Linked DNA regions of Pan troglodytes: region 2 is linked to region 1. Evidence: chromatin contacts called from public HiChIP or PLAC-seq data. All regions are on one chromosome and are shown on one strand. Each heading gives the region's core, a stretch centred on a gene start, on an enhancer-like site or on the middle of the called end of the contact. The rest is flanking DNA. Distances are from core to core; before and after follow the strand shown.

Region 1 (6,848 bases), core at 290-2,789:
AGTGCCCAAAAGTGCCCCTCGGCTTGGCTGAAAGGGTGGTTGCTTGTGGAGGAGCAGTGGGGTAGAAAAAACTAGAAAGGCATCGCCTGAGATGGGAAGGGCTGGCAAAGCCGGGCTCTGAGGTATGGGAAAGTCCTTCTCAGGTCAGAGCTGAAGCACTCATGCTTCTCAGATCGGATCCGACCTTCAGACATCTAAAATTAGGCTTCTGCCAATTAACTTTTCCCACTGCTAGAACCCCGACACATTTACAGTTGCAGAGACATCGTTCAGCTTCTTTAAAAGACTCTTCAGTGCTATTACAGTATTTTGTGATCTCTCTGCAGCAAGGTCTATTGGTTCCTGTATCTCCAGCACCCCCAGGAAGGTGCTCAGCCTGAGCTTGTTAATGGAAGGGCAGGAGGGAGGAAGAAAGGAAGGTAAGTTAAATAAGTTCTAAGTAAAGCTCATGGCAAAGTGCTCTTTCCCTTCAGGAGGGCCGCTCTGTAATAATAAGCACGAAGCAATTACATTCTGCCGTGTGGTTATTAAATTTTGGGGAAACAAATATAATAAAATGTAGAAATTTGTAGAGAGGTTGGAAATAAAATAAAAGTGGAGGATAAAAATAAAATCGATAACCGCAGGTTGCTCAGAGCCTAACCTAAAGGATGTTATGGGGGAGAAAGGAACGCTGCCCTCCCCAGGCTTCCCAAGCCTCCCCAGGAAGTGGCCGGAGCCTGGGCTGGGGAATCTGCCCAGCAGGGGTTCAACTCCTGAGTCCACCTCTCCCCTCTGGGGCCGCGGTGAGACCCGGCAAGAGCAGGAGCACTCCCACTCACCATCAGCCCTAGGGGTGAGACACTTAGCCAGGGGCAGCGCTGCGACAGCTGTTGGAAGTATTATTATTATTATCATTATTGCTAAAGATGGGGGTGTCTTACTAGGTTGCCCAGGCTGGTCTCGAACACTTGGCCTCAAGCGATCCGCCCGCCTCGGCCTCCCCCAGTGCTGGGGTTATAGGCGTGAGCCACCGCGCCCGGCCTTAACTTGCTTTCATTGTACATCAATTCCTAAGGGAATTGGAAGCAGCAAGCAGGAACGCTCCCTCTTATGGAAAGAAGAGCCCAGGGCCCTGGTCATGACAGGTTCAGGTCCCAAAAAGGAGACGGGAAGAAAACGTGAGGCGCCAGAACAAGAGGTTCTACAAGGTGCACACGAGGGTCCCTGCCATTAAATGAAGAATTTTCTGTGTAGATGCCCGTGCGCAAGTCCAATGAAAGCCGTGGAGAATAAGCGTTAGCTCTTCAAACTGAATCTGAGCTAAAACCTAGCAAAGCCAGGCTGGGGTTTGAGGGGTTGCGGGGGAAGACAGGAAGGGGTGGACGGGGAAAAGGCGGGGGTCCTAGGAGGAAGGGATGGGGAGGAGCGAGAGGAGGGAGGCGGAGGGAGGGCGGCAGCCAGGATGGTCCATTCCATTCTTGGAGCTGCACTGTTGACTTCGACCACAAGGGGGCAGGGCTGCTGAAATTGGAAGTGCGAACGCCTACATGAGTCTTGATCCTCGGCAGGCACCGTACCCAGTTTCCTCCGTTGGGAGGGTTTAACTGCCCGGAAACGGAAGTCTCGTTCTTTTTCGTCCTTTTCCCCGGTTGCCGCTTGCTGTGAGTGTCTCTAGGGTGATAAGTGGGTGAGAAGGGTAATCTGGGGCAATCCACGGCCAGGTGAAATCTGGGAACCCCAAGTCCGCGTGGAGGGTGTCGGGGAGGAGGAGGGGAGTGCGATGGGGCCGATATTTCGGGGGAGAGCGGGAAAACGGGGTTCGCTGCCAGCCCCCGCGCCGTGTTAACGCCGAGGACTGTTTCCCGCAGGTCCTGGTCCGCGCCGGAGCCCAGCGCGCCTCGTCGCCATGGTGAGTACGGTCCCTGCCTGGCGCCTTCCCGGGGTGGGCTCGTGGGGCCCCGGGGCGAGGGCGAGAGAGCCTCCCAAGGATCTCCTGAGGCCGGGAGGAGCTGGGGGACTGGGCCATCGCCGGAAGACGTGTCTCTTTGCTGTCTGTTCACCCGCTTCCTTTGTGTTGCAGCCTCGGAAAATTGAGGAAATCAAGGACTTCCTGCTCACAGCCCGACGAAAGGATGCCAAATGTAAGTGGTTGCTCCGAAGGTTCAAGAAGAGCGGTGCCTAGCCTGGCACCGCTCCGGGAGCGTCTTCCCCGGAATGTCAGGCAGGAGACGGTTAGGCCGTCTGGGTGTGTGCCTGGCCCTCTGGGAGCAGTGGTTTCATCCTGTTTCCCATGAGAAAGACCTGTGGGGGGCACGTTGAGGCCCTGGAATTTCTAGGACCATCTTTAGCTAATCGCGATCATCTCAGAGGCCGCCCTGAGTTCAGTTTTCTTTCGTGTAATATAGTAAATTGTCGGAACGGAATCCCCACTCCGCGAAAGCCTCAAAACACACGTCCCATAAACACTGTTTAGGTTCTCTGCAGTTGTGCAAAATCTTAACACAAAATCCATTTTGTAATAAAGTGCTGGATATTTGCATGTAATGTATTGAGCACGGCACACTGTGTAGTATGGTCGTTTACCTCGTGATCCTGTGGTCGCTGGCCGGTGTCAGAAGGTATCATACCTATCTAATCCAGAAAAATATTTTAAAAAACAATTTTTTTTTTCTTTTAGACAGTCTGGCTCTGTCGCCCAGGCTGGATTGCAGTGGTGCCATCTTGGCTCACTGCAATTACCGCCTCCCAGGTTCAAGCGATCCCCCTGCCTCAGAGTAGCTGGGCGCGCCACCATGCCTAGCTGATTTTTGTGTTTTTGGTAGAGACAGAGTTTCACCATGTTGGCCAGGCTGGTCTCGAACTCCTAACCTCAGATGATCCACCTGCCTCCGCCTCCCAGAGTGCTGGGATTACAGGCGTGAGCCACTGTGCCCCGCCAAGATCAAAATTTGAAGCAGGGCTTCTACTGAATGTATATCGCATTACCACCATTGTAAAGTCACAGAGTTTAAGTTGGACTGTCATAGGTCTGTTTCCCAGCTTGTACATACAGGGGAAAGAAGGTGATTAATGAAAAACCTTAAACAGCAGGTTTTCGATGGATAGGTGCCAATCTCTGCTGCCCACTTACTTAAATTTTTACACCAAGTGTGAGAGGTAGTTGTGTTACCCCTTTGTGATACTTGAAGGAGATTGGGGGGCTTGTGTTTGATACAAGCTAGGTCTTGAGTTATGTTGTTACTTTAACCCAGTCGTCTTTTTTCAGCTGCATGAAAGAGAATCAGGTCACGTGTGGAAGTGAGGTTGCATGGGACAGGCCTGTTAAGGTGGGCTAAGACACCAGCCGTCTCTAATGCTCTGTGCCAGCGGTGGTGCCAGACGGTGGTTGGTGTACAGGGAGAGTCTTTCAATGAGTTGGGGGTAGGCAGAGATGGGGGTCATATTTGTGTCCCCATTACCCAAAACAGGCTGTCACCTTTGAGGTAGTGACCACCTGTGGGAACAAATAGCATCTGGTGGGAATGATGACTGTTTGCTAGTGTTTTGTGTAAAGAGATGAGGTTATCAGGTCAGTTTTATTTCAGACCATATGGGGTCACTGCCTAGTTTGAAGCCCAACTCTACCAGCAGGTAACTTACCCTTCTCAGCAAGTTAAACATGACACCACCGTTTGATTGTGTTTTAAAAGGGTGGTGGTCTGGGCGTGGTGGCTCATGCCTATAATTCCAGCACTTTGGGAGGCCAAAGCGGACAGATCTCTTGAACCAGGAGTTCAAGACCAACCTGGGCGACATGGCAAAACCCCATTTCTACTAAAAATAAATTAGCCGGGCATGGTGGCACACGCCTGCAGTCCCAGCTACTCAGGAGGCTGAGGCAGGAGAATCAGTTGAACCAAGGAGACGGAGGTTGCAGTGAGCTGAGATTGTCTCACTGCACTCCAGCCTGGGTGACAGAGCGAGACTGTCTCACAAAAAAAATTGGGAACCTTGACTTTAGATGATGTGGCTTTAAAGGTAGTGGTCACAGTCCCCCTGGGGACAGTAAAGTGTCAGTAGCTGTTTGTTGAAAAAACTTTTTAAAATGGTTGCATTAATTTTTAACGTGTAATAGGCATAGCGTAAAAGTTACCATTTACACTGGGTATGGTGGTTCCCATCTGTAATCCCAGCACTTTGGGAGACTGAGGCAGATGGATGAGACTAGCCTGGGCATCATAGTGAGACCCTGTCTCTACAAAAGAAAAAAGTTAGCCAGGCGTGTGCTGGTGGTCCTAGCTACTCAGGAGGCTGAGGTAGGATTGCTTGAATCCAGGAAATTGAGGCTATAGTGAGCCATGATTATGCTACTGCACTCCGGGCTGGGCAACAAAGCGTAATTGTACAGTTCAGTGGCATTCAGTAAATTCACATTGTTGAGCAGCTGCCACCATCACCACCCATCTCCAGAACTTTATCTTCCCAAACTGAAACTCCCTCTGTTAAACACCAGCTCCCCATTCTTCCCCAGCCCCTGGCAACCACCTTCCAATTTGTCCCTGAATGTGACTGCTCTGGATACCCCATATAAGTGGGTCTGCTATTGCATATTTGACCTTTTGTGACTGGCTTCTCTTCAAATGTCCTCAAGCATGTGTCAGAATTGCCTTTTCTTTTTTCTTTCTTTTTTTTTTTTTTTTGACATGGAATGTCACTCTGTTGCCCAGACTGGAGCACAGTGGTGGAATCTCAGCTCACTGCAAGCTCCGCCTCCCAGGTTCATGCCATTCTCCTGCCTCAGCCTCCCAAGTAGCTGGGACTACAGGCGCCTGTCACCATGCCGGGCTAATTTTTTTTTAAAGTAGAGACGGGGTTTCACCGAGTGAGCCAGGATGGTCTCTATCTCCTGACCTCATGATCCACCCGCCTTGGCCTCCCAAAGTGCTGGGATTACAGGCGTGAGCCACCGTGCCCGGCCTGGAATTTGCTTTTTTTAAACAGGGTCTCACTCCTGCCCAGGCTGGAGTGCAGTGGTGTGATCATGGCTCACTACATCGTTGATCTCCTGGGCGCAAGTGATCCTCCCACCTTAGCCTCCAGAGTCTCTGGGACTACAGGCATGCGCCACCACGCCTGGCTAATTTTTGGTGTTTTAGAGACGGATCTGTGTTGGCCAGGCTAGTCTCCAACTCCTGGCCTCAAGCAGGCCTCCTACCTTAGCCTCCGAAAATGCTGAGATTACAGGCATGAGCCACCACACCCAGACCGGAGTTTTCTTTTGAAGGCCAAGTTTTCCATTGTGTGGGTAGGCCACGGTTTGTTTATTTGTCTATTGATGGACATTGGGTTGCTTCTACATTTTCGCTAGTGTGAATAATGCTCTGAACATGTGTGTGCAAATATTCTTCTGTGGTTGCTATCTGTTCTTTGGGGTATATACCTAGAAATGGAATTGCTGCACATACGGCAATGTTGAGTAAACTTTTTTTTTTGAGATGGAGTTTCGCTCTTGTTGCCCAGGCTGGAGTGCAGTGGCGGAATTTTGGCTCACTGCAAACTCTGCCTCCCATGTTCTCCTGCCTCAGCCTCCTGAGTAGCTGGGATTACAGGCGCCTGGATGATTTTTGTATTTTTAGGAGAGACGGGGTTTCTCCATGTTGGTCAGGCTGGTCTCGAACTCCCGACCTCAGGTGATCCACCCACCTCAGCCTCCCAAAGTGCTGGGATTACAGGCGTGAACCACCGCACCCAACTGAATAAACATTTTGAAGAGCTCCATATGTCTTTACAAGTGGTGTTCAGCTTAGTTCAGCTGCTGGGGCGGTGTTATACTGAAATAGGTTAGTTTGGATGAATATCCAGGTGTCTGGATGTATTAAGAACAAGAGTCCAGGCAGCCCGTGCCTTGGGCAGGCTCTGAGTCACAGTGCTGCTTCCTCTGATGTGCCCCATTCCTATAGTAGTTACTGGCAGAAATGGAGTTGCCAAATTGCGAGGACAAGATCATCCTGTGTGCGTCTGCCAGGTTAAGTGCTGTGTGCTGTGTCCGGCCAGGTGCTTTCGTTGAAGTGTTAGAGCCCATGTTCAGCCCTCAGCCACCTGCTTCTTGATTGGCACATCACTGCTATTATAACAAATCCTGGGAGTATCTCTGAGCAGTTGGAACAAGGCATTCAGCGAGTACATGGAGTGGTAACTACTCTTGGGAAGGGGTTGTCTCACAGCAGCCAGATGGCCATGCATTGATGCTGCTGGTACATAACCAGAGTGGTGCACGATTCAAACCCCACACAGCTGAATTTGAGGTACACGGTAGCTGTTTCTTGTCTGAGCCATGATCCTGAAATAGAACTTGGCAGCAGGAAAGAACCCAGAAAATGGATTCCACATAAATTCAAGGAAAACCCTGGGTGCGTGTTGTGCGCAGTGGCTGGAGGCATCCTGAAGAACGAGCTCTTACTGGCCCAGAATGTCATCTCACATGCGGAGGTGTGATTTCCGGGAGTGGAGTGCGGAAAAGCGCTCAGTCCCAGCAGACAGCCCGTCTCCTTACTTTATCACTGCTTCTATCCCTTTTTAAAAAGATAATAGGCCAGGCGTGGTGGCTCATGCCTGGAATCCCAGCACTTTGGGAGGCCGAGGCCAGCGGATCACGAGGTCCAGAGATTAAGACCATCCTGGCCAACATGGTGAAACCCCATCTCTACTAAAAATACAAAAAATTAGCTGGGTGTGGTGGTGCACGCCTGTAATCCCAGCTACTCCAGGAGGCTTAGGCAGGAGAATCGCTTGAACCTGGGAGGCGGAGGTTGCAGGGAGCCAAGATTGCGCCACTACACTCCAACCTGGCAACAGACCGAGAGACTCTGTCTCAAAAAAAAGTAGAA
Region 2 (6,790 bases), core at 96-2,595, 160 kb after region 1:
CGAGACCCCAAACTCTCTCTATATCTATACATAAAATTTGAAAAACAAAGTGTAGGGACAGGGTGGGCACTCGGTAAATGTCGGCAGGGACCCTCCTTGCCCCTCACCCATGGCAGCTCCTTGAAGAGAGGGTCTGCCTCCTCTCACCCCTAGCCTCCTGCTGCAAGGAGGTGGTGGCCTGGGGCGTCATCTGTGCTACTTGCACTTTCTGGGGCTGGGGTCCCAGCACTCCACCAGAGGACCTGTCCTGAGCGGGCAGCTCCGTCTCCAGTCCCACTGTGCCACCCAGGGTGCCTAGCCAAACCATGGGACTTTCAGGCTTGCAGGGTCAGGATGTGGCCACCAGGGGGCAGCAGGGCCTGCGCTGTGGGTATCCGAGGGGGGGTTGGGATGGGGAGTTCCAGGCTCTGATGTGAGATCTGACTCCCAGAGCTGGGAAGCTCCCTATATTTCCTGCCATATTTTCTGCTGCATTCCCAGAGGACAGGCCATGGGAGGTGATTCCAGGGGGGCCTGAGCTCTCCTCCCGAGGCCGTCCACGGGGCATCCATGTCCCGGGTGCCTGCTTGTGGGCTGCTCTGGTCACTCTTCCTCTAGGGCAGGGGAGCCAGTCTGGCCTCTTCTGAGTGCTCACCAGCAACGGCAGTTGTTTATTTGCCAGGGATTGATATTCTTGAGGGATGGTCCATTTCACCAGGGCCAGGAAAACAACAGCTTGCAGGACTGCGGTTTCCCAGCACCGGCTGCAGGCAGCCTCGTCCGGCTGCTCCCAGAGGATGCCCCACCCTGTGCACGGCTGCCTGCCATCCTGCCCCTGGGGGTAGCCTCCACCTCCCCCACCATGGCCACTGCAGGACTGACCCTGTGCACCTGGTCCCCTGAGCCTCTTGGGATCATAGCCCTGTCTGTGGCAGCCTTACCACTCCTACCTGGCATGACTTCCCCAACTCCTCACAGAGGTGCCCTACTCTCTTCCCTTTCAGTCTGGATGCTCATAAAGTCAGCACCCTGAGTCCTTCTGCCTGTCCCCAAAGTCCTCAGCCCCAGGTTTGACCCCAGCTGAACCCGGGCCAGCTCACAGAGTGCCCCGGGGCACGAGGCAGCCCCCCAGAACCCCCATCCTGCCATCCTGCCTCTTCTCCTCACTTCCTGCTCCCCCAGGCATAGACATACCTGTGAACCCCATGCCACCCTCAGCTCGTCTCTCCTGCAGCTGAAGCCCCTGCCCAGCCCGACCCCTTCCCCTGCCTGTGCGCCCTAGAGGTCCCTGGTTTGCTCCACCAGCATCTACTCTAGCTCTTTCCCCGGTGCCTCCGCCCACCAGTTCCTTCCTCTTCCTTCCCCCGCCCCGCCCCCCTGCACTAACAGGCTCAGTGTCTGCGTAAGGATCCTGGGGCAAACAACCACTTGGAGAGCCAAGGAGTGAGAGGTACAGCTGGCGATGCTGACAGGGAGCTGCGGGGACCCTCAGAAAAAGCCACAGGTGACCCAGGACTCAGGGCCCCAGAGCATGGGGCTTGAGGGACGAGAGACAGGTAAGGCATCTTGAAGTGGGGTGTGCTGGGGGCAATAAGGTGGAAAGGCAGGAGGGAACAGGAGGCAGGTTAGGGACCTAGAGGGTGGAGTAGGGGCCGAAGCTGAGAGTGAGTGAGCAGTGAGCCCCCCGGCCTCAGCAGGAAACGAAAAGCTGGAGTTCAACCTGAAAGAGACACGCAGTGTGGCTTCAGGGGAACAGGGGCCAGAGTGGACGGTGCTTATCCTAGGCCAGCCACCTTACCCCTGTGGACTGAGTTTCCCCATCTGTGGACTTGGGCCATTCCAGCTTTAGTGGTGCTCACCTCTGAAGAGGGTATCTTTAGTTTAGAAAAGAGGGGGCCCTACCAACAGCCTCTCCTTAGAGGGGGACAGCTGTTGAGTGGAGCTGTGCAGACCTGGGGCCTCCACTGTGGACCTCCTAGAGAGGTCCCTGTGTGTGGCTGGCATCACCCAGGTTGCTGATTACAAGCACGGCTGCTGCAACCCCGCTTCAGACCCTCTGGCCCGGAGGAGGCCCAGGAGCCTGCACCTCGACAAGTGCCCCCGTGATCCTGTTTCAGAGCCCCTGCTAGGCCGGGTGAGGGCCCATGGGGAGGACCCATGGGGAGCAATGGTCTCTATGGCAGCAGGCCGTGCTGCCAGGGACTTCCCATCAGTGGGGGAGCCGGGCCACTGAGGGAGTGGGGTGAGATGGGGGGTGGTGAGGGTGGTCTTGGCAAGAATTCTCACAGCAACAGACAGTGCACTCAGCTGGGTCTGACTAGAGGGTCTGCACAGAGCAGGGTGACTAGAAAGACCCCAGGTCAGGGCGGGGCTGCGCCCAGCCAGGTTAGAAATAGACCAGAGGCTCTGACTCTGCCCATCCGCACCTTCTAGCTGGCCAGCCACGAATGACCCTGCTGCCCACGCCCAACGTCAGTGGGCTGAGCCAGGAGTTTGAAAGCCACTGGCCAGAGATCGCAGAGAGGTCCCCGTGTGTGGCTGGCGTCATCCCTGTCATCTACTACAGTGTCCTGCTGGGCTTGGGGCTGCCTGGTGAGTGGGGAGCTGGGGTCTGGGGACTTGGGCTTGGCCAGAAATGGGGATCCTCCTTCAATGGGTGCCAGTCCTCTGTGTTTGACCCCTGAGGCCCTGGATCATAGACCCCTGGTCTTTCCTTGCCATTGTCAGGGTGTTCTGGGTCACTGGAGGGGAATAAAAGTAAGGGGCTAGGATTGGGGGTGCTCACAGCTAAACCCAAGTTTTCCCCAGCAGTGAGCGTACTCTTAGGATAACAAAATTCACATAGGAACTGGCTCAGCTCAGTACAAAGCTCCCCGTGCTGCCCATGCCTTCAGAGAGCAGAGCTTGGGGCAGAGGTGGGTGTGTGGATATGGGAAGGACGGGTGGTCTTGGCCCTGGGGATTTCCCCAAGTCTGATAGCTAAACCCATGCCTGTGTCTAGGGACGCCTCCATTCTAGAGGACACAGAAAACCTAAAAAGGACTTGGAGGACAATGCCATAGGACAGGTAGCTTTTTTTTTTTTTTTTTTTTTGAGATGGAGTCTCGCTCTGTCACCCAGGCTGGAGTGCAGTGGCATGATCTCGGCTCATTGCAGCCTCCACTTCCCAGGTTCAAGCAATTCTCCTGCCTCAGCCTCCCAAGTAGCTGGGATTACAGGCATGCACCACCATGCCTGGCTAATTTGTATATTTTTTTAACAGAGACGGGGTTTCTCCATGTTGGTCAGGCTGGTCTTGAACTCCTGACCTCAGGTGATCTGCTCGCCTTGGCCTCCCAAAGTGCTGGATTACAGGCGTGAGCCACCACACCTGGCCAGGACAGGTGGCTGCTGAGGACCCTTCCATGTGCACTTACCTGTGCATAACCGGGGTACAGCCAGTGGCCTGCAGTGGATGGACAGGGCAGAGCTGGCCTGAGTGGCCTTCTGGGCAAAGTGGGGTTTCAGAAGGATCTGGAAGGAGAAAAAAGAGAAGCCAGCACAGCCTCTGCACATGCAGATGGGGAGGTGCGATGGCGACACCTTGGAAAGCAGAGTCTGAGCTCTCTTCTGATGCCTCTCCCCTCCCTCACCTCGGCTGCCCTCAGTCAGCCTCCTGACTGCAGTGGCCCTGGCGCGCCTTGCCACCAGGACCAGGAGGCCCTCCTACTACTACCTTCTGGCGCTCACAGCCTCGGATATCATCATCCAGGTGGTCATCGTGTTCGCGGGCTTCCTCCTGCAGGGAGCCGTGCTGGCCCGCCAGGTGCCCCAGGCTGTGGTGCGCACGGCCAACATCCTGGAGTTTGCTGCCAACCACGCCTCAGTCTGGATCGCCATCCTGCTCACGGTTGACCGCTACACTGCCCTGTGCCACCCCCTGCACCATCGGGCCGCCTCGTCCCCAGGCCGGACCCGCCGGGCCATTGCTGCTGTCCTGAGTGCTGCCCTGTTGACCGGCATCCCCTTCTACTGGTGGCTGGACATGTGGAGAGACACCGACTCACCCAGCACACTGGACGAGGTCCTCAAGTGGGCTCACTGTCTCACTGTCTATTTCATCCCTTGTGGTGTGTTCCTGGTCACCAACTCGGCCATCATCCACCGGCTACGGAGGAGGGGCCGGAGTGGGCTGCAGCCCCGGGTGGGCAAGAGCACAGCCATCCTCCTGGGCATCACCACACTGTTCACCCTCCTGTGGGCGCCCCGGGTCTTCGTCATGCTCTACCACATGTACGTGGCCCCTGTCCACCGGGACTGGAGGGTCCACCTGGCCTTGGATGTGGCCAACATGGTGGCCATGCTCCACACGGCAGCCAACTTCAGCCTCTACTGCTTTGTCAGCAAGACTTTCCGGGCCACTGTCCGACAGGTCATCCACGATGCCTACCTGCCCTGCACTTTGGCATCACAGCCAGAGGGCATGGCGGCGAAGCCTGTGATGGAGCCTCCTGGACTCCCCAAAGGGGCAGAAGTGTAGAGGAGGGGGCCCAGCTAGGGAGCTCAGGGTGGCTCATGGCCACATGTACTGGGGCCTTTGAGGTTGTACCCAAAACACGTTTATCAACAGCTTGCTTTCCTTGGGTGGGGGTGGAGGCTCCTCCTTTGGGTGTGGCTCCCAGGTAGAGAGGAGGACAACTTAGCCAGCTCTTATGTTTGCTTCACCAGCAATCCCTATTTCCTGGGAAGATGAAAGGGCACTGCCAGGCACAGGCTAATAGCATCAGTGCTGTGGGCATTCCTTTGCGGGGGGCATTTTGCCTGGCTCATCGTGAATGCCAGATTAATGTTGGTTGAATGGAAAGAAAAATGGACAGATGGAGGCCGGGTGCGGTGGCTCACGCCTGTAATCCCAGCACGTTGGGAGGCTGAGGCAGGCGGATCAAGAGGTCAGGAGATCGAGACCACAGTGAAACCCTGTCTCTACTAAAAATACAAAAAATTAGCTGGACGCAGTGGCGGGCGCCTGTAGTCCCAGCTACTCGGGAGGCTGAGGCAGGAGAATGGCGTGAACCCGGAAGGCGGAGCTTGCAGTGAGCCAAGATCCCGCCACTGCACTCCAGCCTGGGCGACAGAGTGAGACTCCGTCTCAAAAAAAAAAAACAAAAACAAAAACAAAAAAGGACAGATGGATGGATGGATGGATGGATGGATGTGAATTGTCTCCAGCCCACCCCCCTTTCCTGGTGCCTGCCTCTCATTCCCTGAATGGATCACCTCTCCAGCTCCTAGTGGCAATGCCAGAGTTTGAAAAGGAAGATATCTTCAGGACTTAAGGCATTGCTTAGGCTGGAGGAAACAAAGAAATTGAGCTGAGCAATGGGAGGGGGCTGCTTGGGGGATAAAAGCCCCCAGGGCCAGTCAGAAAGGGGTGATCTTAAATCAGATGTAAGGAGCCCAGGCCCGTGTCTGTCCAGCCACAGGAGACACAGCCCCTTAGGTCTCAAACACCCTGGTTGGATTCCACATTACTCCCTGCCCTAAACCAGTACAGGTTCATGGGCCCAGAACCAGCACTGGGGCTATAGTTTTCGTTGTTGCCAATGAGGAGAAAGAAAATGGTCTCTTAACCCAGGGTACTAGGAGAACAGGAAAGGAGGACCTAGCTGGAGATGACCCTGAGCTTCTGCTGAGCCCCCCGAGCTCACGCCCCTGGGGGAAAGGTCTTTTCCTCCACCACTGGGAGGCGGGAGTTGGCAGAGTCCATCAGAGCCATGAGGAGCTCTGCTCCCCACCCTCAGCCTCTCCAGGGAGGCTCTCCAGGGCCCCTCTCTCCTCTCAGCACCACCATCCCGGAGAGGCAGCTGGGAGAGATTAGCAGATGGAACTCCCACCTGCTCCAGGCTGTGGGTAAACACATTAACAGCTGAGCTAGGACCACTTTCTGCTTCCTGGTCAGGCTGAGCTGACCTTTGTCCTGAATGGGAGGTTCAGACCTGCCCCCACCCTCTTAGTGGGATGACATCAGTCAAAGAGCTGTTTGTGCACCCAGCACACAGTCAATGCAGAATCAATGCTTGGCTTTCCACTTTGCCTCTCTGCTTCTCCCCAGAGCAGGGATGTCCAGACAGGGAGGTTCAGCTAACCCAGAAAGAGGATAATGTGGGTCTCCAATGCATTCGCCATGATTCCCAACTCCAAAAAACTCTGAAAACCAAAACATGTTTCCAAAATGTGCCACAAACACGTTTAGCGGTACAGCGTGACCCGGTGTGAGGTGATTTCTGGTCCCGAAGTTGTCCTGTGATTGTGAGTCCTGCCAGCCCCACCCGGGACTGTTAGTGGAGTGATCATGTACTGCTGTCCACACCCCACGGAATCGTGATCGAACGCGCACCACTACATGCACACAGCACCTTCCTCTGCTCTGACGTATTCTGAATTCCAAGACATGTGGTGCCGAGTTCAGAGAAAGGATTGAGGACCTGTAAGCCCAACACTTCTGCTCCGGGGTGGTCTACACTGACCCTGAGCAGGTGTTAAGGATGGAGGACCCCCTCACCCGCCCACACCTCCATGTGCACACACAGATGTATCCCCAGGCAGGGTTGATGCACCTGCGCTTTATTCTTTGCTTAAGGAGGAGGGGGATGCAAATGCAGGTACCCGGGGAGGGAGAAGGTCCACCGGAGGACCAGATAATGTCGGCCCCAGCCCAGCCTGAGCCTGCCCTACAGAAGCGGGCACAGGAAGAAAGCACAAAGTTCCATGGATGAAGAACTAAATGGAACAACCTGCAGGGACCCTGCAGGAGAGAACCCAGTATCAGGGA

The links. HiChIP or PLAC-seq counts read pairs in DNA pulled down with a chosen protein or histone mark.
Region 2: a contact with region 1 is called in an H3K4me3 HiChIP or PLAC-seq map of stem cell-derived excitatory neurons, with 5 times the contacts expected there. The contact joins the promoter of GPR142 here to the promoter of RPL38 in region 1. A contact is called at or near these places in 1 of 7 Hi-C or Micro-C datasets (stem cell-derived neural progenitor cells) and 1 of 1 datasets of contacts at active chromatin or transcription factors (stem cell-derived excitatory neurons).

Annotation. Positions count from the first base shown.
Region 1 is chr19:87,189,945-87,196,792 of NHGRI_mPanTro3-v2.0_pri, forward strand. RPL38 (ribosomal protein L38) reads left to right here and starts at 1,540. Exons shown (of 5, transcript XM_003315706.5): 1 at 1,540-1,643; 2 at 1,851-1,891; 3 at 2,063-2,123. The coding sequence starts at 1,889. All of the region lies in intron 1 of LOC129137526 (a long non-coding RNA gene), which reads right to left.
Region 2 is chr19:87,355,087-87,361,876 of NHGRI_mPanTro3-v2.0_pri, forward strand. GPR142 (G protein-coupled receptor 142) reads left to right here and starts at 1,346. Exons shown (of 3, transcript XM_024350591.3): 1 at 1,346-1,535; 2 at 2,413-2,571; 3 at 3,627-4,672. The coding sequence starts at 1,442. The coding sequence ends at 4,498.